2 separate regions of the Sus scrofa genome follow, and region 1 is linked to region 2. A link is a contact called in public HiChIP or PLAC-seq data. All regions are on one chromosome and are shown on one strand. Each heading gives the region's core, a stretch centred on a gene start, on an enhancer-like site or on the middle of the called end of the contact. The rest is flanking DNA. Distances are from core to core; before and after follow the strand shown. Region 1 overlaps PRKCE (protein kinase C epsilon type). Region 2 overlaps PRKCE (protein kinase C epsilon type).

What was found. HiChIP or PLAC-seq counts read pairs in DNA pulled down with a chosen protein or histone mark.
Region 1: an H3K27ac HiChIP or PLAC-seq map of skeletal muscle shows a contact between it and region 2. The contact joins two enhancer-like sites. A contact is called at or near these places in 5 of 47 Hi-C or Micro-C datasets (embryonic fibroblasts, heart right ventricle, liver and 1 more) and 1 of 2 datasets of contacts at active chromatin or transcription factors (skeletal muscle).

What each region holds. Positions count from the first base shown.
Region 1 is chr3:94,754,665-94,757,572 of Sscrofa11.1, forward strand. The region is part of intron 2 of PRKCE (protein kinase C epsilon type); the gene reads right to left. Among named protein-coding and RNA genes, the nearest start is that of PRKCE, 110 kb to the right of the region's middle. Within about 2 kb of position 1,272, at least 5 of the 83 cell types and tissues checked have an H3K27ac peak or open chromatin away from gene starts, as enhancers often do. A contact at or near this core is called in skeletal muscle, where this site is marked.
Region 2 is chr3:94,574,044-94,577,057 of Sscrofa11.1, forward strand. The region is part of intron 3 of PRKCE (protein kinase C epsilon type); the gene reads right to left. Among named protein-coding and RNA genes, the nearest start is that of PRKCE, 290 kb to the right of the region's middle. Within about 2 kb of position 1,273, at least 36 of the 83 cell types and tissues checked have an H3K27ac peak or open chromatin away from gene starts, as enhancers often do. A contact at or near this core is called in skeletal muscle, where this site is marked.

The DNA.
Region 1 (2,908 bases), core at 22-2,521, 180 kb after region 2:
AGGGCCGAGGAGGTTTCCCCTCTGAATTCCCACGAGAAAGGCTCCATCAGGCTTTCGCCTTTGTCTACGCCTCCAGTGAATGATTCTAAGTTCATTTTGCCTCAAGCCCAAGCCCCCAGAGCCACATAACAGGATCCTGCCAGCTTAGCCACTGGCCTGATTACCTTCACTGTGTCACTCCTTGGCATCCAATCTCCATATTCATAAAGGCTTTTGTTGCTGATGGATCAATGTCCTTTATGCCCCTGTGTCTCTGGTACAAACTCCTACATGAGAAAATGATTTGGGAAAAATGTGCCAGGAAGAATTTTGCCTCCCTTCAGGAGCTGGGAGATTTTCCCCTTTCTGATCAAGGGAGCTATATAATTAACCTGGTTCTCATTATGGCCAGGCTGCCAAGAAGCTTAAAACCAAATGCAGGGCTCCATCAGAGCAACGAGATTAGCCACTTTTTTTTTCCCTTTGGCGGCCTCAATTTTCTATTTATGTTTGGGAACTTTCTTGTATAAGGTGCTTCCGCCCCTGGTAGACAAAGGCAGGAGAGAATCAAGTAAAAGCAAAACAATCGATCCCCAATATTTTCACCTTTTCACCAGCTGCCTCCTCTAGGAAACCTTCCAGATTGCCCCAGTCCAAAGGAACCCCTCCCCACTCCAGTGCTAATGACTCTTACAGCCCCTTGCATGCGACACTTTCAAACGCAGAGGCGCACCTGTGCACAGGAGCTACTGCTTGTAATCGGCACCTAATCCAGGACCCAAGGGCTGTGTCCCATGCTTTTCAGTACCTCCTGTAAAATCCAACCAGTCCCACATTGGGAACTGAAAGAATACCAAGTGCTTGGTGGATGACCCAGGACAGAAACTCTGATGGATTTAACTCAGGATTCCCCTAACTGCCCGCCTCCCCTCCCCCAACTCTAAATGCCGGACGGACGCCTGACATTCACTCCAACTTGGAGGAGTGCATAATGCCATGGCAAGGATGATCCCTGTGAATGCTTTTAGAAGATTACTCACCCACACTGACTAGCTATTTCTGTCTTACTCTTGAGAGCATAACCGAGGCGCTTCTATACTTAAATCAAACGAGTGTAATAACTGACATTTCAGATTAGAGCTAAGAGGAGGTCTGCCCTGAAAGAGAGGGCGCTAATTGCTGAACTTGAGGAACAACAGGCGTCTCCCAGTCGCTGCCACCCCTGCTTCCCCAGAGAGCTCAGGTGCCAGGGCAGAGGCCCAGCCTCCCAGGGGCTAAGCAGCATGGAAGCCTCCAGGCAGCACCTGGCCAACCTGGGCTTCTTCCCGGTCCGGCCCTGAGGCGGATAAACCAAGCCATCTGGCTGGCCCCCCTTCTCACACATGTCAGCCCTTCTCCCAGCCTCCATGCCCCCTCTGCTAATGCACAGCTTCTGTTCAGACAGAACCTGGGGTCTGCTCCCTTTCAGAACAGAACAGCTCATGACAGTAAAATGATGACCCCACATACCTCTCCTCTGGTCTCTACTGTTGCTGCCATGTTCTGACATGTTTATTTCCTGCACGTGTCTAGAGATGCAAAGAGCTGGAGAGGGCACCGTGCCCAATCCAAACAGGAGAGGGTTTGGAAGATCACATTCAAAGGTACCTTTAAATGACTGCATTCGCTTTATCATTTCAACCAACATGAGGGAGGCAGAACATGCTTGAATCTCAAAAAGTATGAGCCTTTTTTTTTTTTCATCTTATGACCACACCTGCAGCATTTGGAAGTTCCCAGGTTAGGGGTCGCATCAGAGCTACAGCTGCCGGCCTACACCACAGCAACGCCAGATCCAATCCACATCTACAACCTACACCGCAACTCACAGCAACACGGGACCCTTAACCCACTGAGTGAGGCCAGGGATCAAACCTACATCCTCACGGATACCAGTTGGGTTCTTAACCTGCTGAGCCACAGTGGGAATTCCCTCAAAACATACGAGCCTTAAAGAAAAGGAGGGGGACAAAGACTTGCACATAATTGTTTATAGCAGTATTATTAACAGCCCAAAGGTGGAAACAACTCACACGTAACTGGAGAAATGGTGACCAAAATCTGTTATCCCCAATACAGTGGAATAGTATTTACCCATAAAAAGGGACGGGCTCTCTTGACACATGCTACAATATAAATGGACCTCAGAAACAATATACTAGGTGAAAGAAGCGAGCTGCAAAAGATCAGCATTCCAGAGTTCTGCTCAAGAGTAGATAATGATGATAATGCTAACAGCAGTGGCAATAATATTTACTGAGTACTTAATACATGCCAAGCATGGTTCTAAATATTTTTGTACATTAATTCACTTAATGTTCACTGTAATCCTATGAGATCTGGGCTATTTCTATTCCCATTCCCATTCCACAGGTGAGAAAACTAAGGTACAGAGAAGTTAGGTAATTTGCCCAAAGGTTGCCCAGTTTCTAAGTACGTGCGGCCAGGACACACAGCCAGGCAGTCTGGATCCATATCCCGTGCCCATCGAGACTTTCTTTCTTTTTTTTTTTTTTTTTTTTTTTTTCTTTTTTAGGGCCACACCTGTGGTATACAGAAGTTCCCGGGCTATGGGTTGAATCAGAGCTGCAGCTGCCAGTCTATGCCACAGCTATAGCAACACCAGATCTGAGCCACGTCTGTGACCTATGATGAAGCTTGCTGGATCCTTCACCCACTAAGTGAGGCCAGGGATTGAACCCACATCCTCAGGGATACTACGTCGGGTTCTTAACCTGAAGAGCCACAGCGGAACTCCCATTGTGCCCCCTTTTAACAATGGCCCTTCCCTGCTATCCTAACCTCCTTGAAGTTGTCTGTTTTGTCTCCTCTCGTTTCCACCGAAATGAATTCATTCTAGTTTAGGAATGGGTAAGTTTGCAGTTATGAC
Region 2 (3,014 bases), core at 23-2,522:
TTCACTCTGGCTCTGATTAACAAGCTCTCTGCAGGAGTTCCTGTTATGGCTCAGTGGTAACAAACCTGACTAGTATCCATAAGGACACAGGTTTGACCCCTGGCCTCGTCCAGTGGGTTAAGGATCTGGTGTTGCTGTGAGCTGTGGTGTAGGTCCCAGACATGGCTTGGATCCCGCGTTGCTGTGGCTGTGGTATAGGTCGGCAGCCGTAGCTCCGATTCAACCCCTAGCCTGGGAATTTCCATACGCTGCAGGTGCAGCCCTAAAAAAAAAACCAAAAAACAAAAAAAGGCACTCTGCTTCTTCCATTCCTTGGACCTGGTTGGACTAAGCCAAAGGTCTTCAAATATTTTGGGCTGCAAATATCAGTAAAAACTTTTTGATAGATGGGTTTACTTTCTTATAAACATAGAGAATTGGCAATTCATATAACGAATATTAAAATGGCATGATGGAAGATACTGTGAGAAAAAGAATGTATATATATTCTGGGTCACTTCGCTGCACAGTAGAAATTGACAGAACACTGTAAACCAAATATAATGGAAAAAATAAATATTCAAAAGTTAAAAGTTGAAATTATTTTCTTGTCCTTAGGTAAGAGAGTAGATACGAATGGAAAGCCTATTGTTTGTTTCCCATTTCTCGGTGGCTCACCCAGCCTGGCCCAAGCGGTAGGCAAACACGACTTTGGAGGCCACGCCTCTCAACCCTAATGGCCCTTGATCCAGCTTCTCACCCCTTTCACAGACATGCAGGCTCAAGTGGCAGGGGTTGGGCTGGAAATGGGGTCTGTGCTTGTCTTCAAATGAGGACGGCCTCCAATCTGCAGTGCAGATGGCAGTTTCTAGGAGCCACTAAGTGAGGGATAGAAGGCAGCGGCCAGAGATGAGTTCTAAACATGAGTTCAGCTAAGCCAGGAGACTCTGGGGTTACACGGGGGCGAGGGGGGGTGTGTGCACGTGTTCCCTGAATGTACTTGCCAGCCGTTCACTGGCAGCCCAGCCTGGTGAGGGGATGGGTTACACCCACATCTCGGCAACAACAGCAGGTCCCCGCAATGATCTACGGCAAGCAGGACTCAAAAGTACACTAACTAACAGCCACTGGAGTCACTTAAGTAAAACACTTTTGTTTTTTGTCCTTGCATTTTCTCTTAATGACACAGGGTTGGAAATGTCTCCTTGAAAGCCTTTTGTAATCTACTGAAAGAGAGCGCTCTGATTCTACTCTCCAGGATTGTGGGCTATAAAATGATGACAGAGCTGTGGAAAGGTCAACTCCCAGGCATGACCACCTGACAGTAAGGCTGCTTATCGGGGAGTGTAAATAGTGACCCCGAGGAAGGCGACGCTGCTGGCTTTACACAAGCCTGTCTCCTGTCTGTCACTACTGGACCACTACCAAGATAAACTCGTCAGAGGTTTAATAATATTTTACATTTCTATCCAATTTCTCTTTCTCTAGATGCACCAACCTCCACTATGCCACTAAGGACTCACAGTGACCACAGGGAGCAGGTGCAGGGGAGTATGGTGCCGAGTGGTCTGTTTTTGTTTTTTACATATTTTCCAGGAGAAAAAATAACTTGGAAAGTGGCAGTCCTGCACCTCCTCCACCCTGGCGGGGTGCTCTGGGTTGGATCTCACTGGGGTTGGACGGGGTTGGAGCCAGTGGGGAATTAGCCTACTGCGCTGGATTCCTGAGTGCTGACTCGGCCACAGGACTCCGTGCGGGCAGAGAGCTCCAAGCCGCCTCTCCTGACTGGGAAGGAGCACCAGCCTCTGCCCTGGCTGTTCACAGTGTCGTCTATCGTGAAGGGGGCCAAGGTCCTTGAGATTGTACATGAGCGAGCAAGAAAACTGGTACTGTGTATATCTGCAAATACACACTTAGTTTAAGCAGATTTGTGCCTTTTTGCCTTTGTTCTGAAAGTTGCTGAGTAAGGCATGATACAGTGAATTCATGGTCAAATAATCAGGAAAAGGCAAAGTTTAGGCCAAAGAGAAGAGGTCCACAGAAAAGAATGAAGACGAGAGGCCAGAAAAGGTTTGCTCACTGAACAAAGAGTTTCTGGAAGGGCTGATGGGGCTGAGAAGGGTGGGATGTTAAAAGGGACCCAGAGGTCAAGTATAAAAACAATGCAGGAAATTCAGGACAGGGATAGGGTAGGAGGGAGAACGTGGGTTCACCCAACAGGGTCCTGAATTTTGCCTGTTTTCTCAGCGTCATCATGAATAGCATCACCTCTTACTCTCGGTTGTGTCCTTTCTTGGAAAATAAAATACTCATCCTGGTTCTCAAAAACCCACAAGATGCACTGAGTTGCCAGCCAACACCCCCTTCATCCAAGACATCCACACTGGCTTCTACAAATGTACAACCTCCACGTGGCTGAAAACTGGCAGCTACCATCAGAATAATGATGGACAACTAAGAGGAATTTTCCTAAAATCAAACCACCTAAAGGGGGAGGCCATCAGATTTTTAGCCCCTACCCCATAACGCCGTGGCTTAGGTCACCCCCAGGCAGAGAGAGATAGGAGGTCACAGGGTATTCTGCAGATGACCTTGGGGGTAGGTCAAGGAATACACCTGTGATAGGCCACCACCACCATCTATTAACCACCCCCCAAGGTGTATTTTTATTGAAGTACCATTACAAAGCTACACACAATGGCATTTTTTTTGCTTTTTAGGGCCACATCCACAACATATGGAAGTTCCCAGGCAAGGGGTCGAATTGGAGCTACAGCAGCCAGCCTACACCACAGCTGCAGCAACATGGGGTCCAAGCTGCATCTGCGTTCTACACCACAGCTCAGGACAATGTCAGATGGTTAACCCACTGAGCAAGGCCAGGGATCAAACTGGCAACCTCATGGTCACTAGTCGGATTTGCTTCCGCTGCACCACAAAAGGAACGCCCAACAATGGGAAAATTTTTAAAGAAGCAGGTTTTTAAAAATTGACAGAATTTGAATCTCTTCTTCCCAAAAGGGATTACGCTCTTC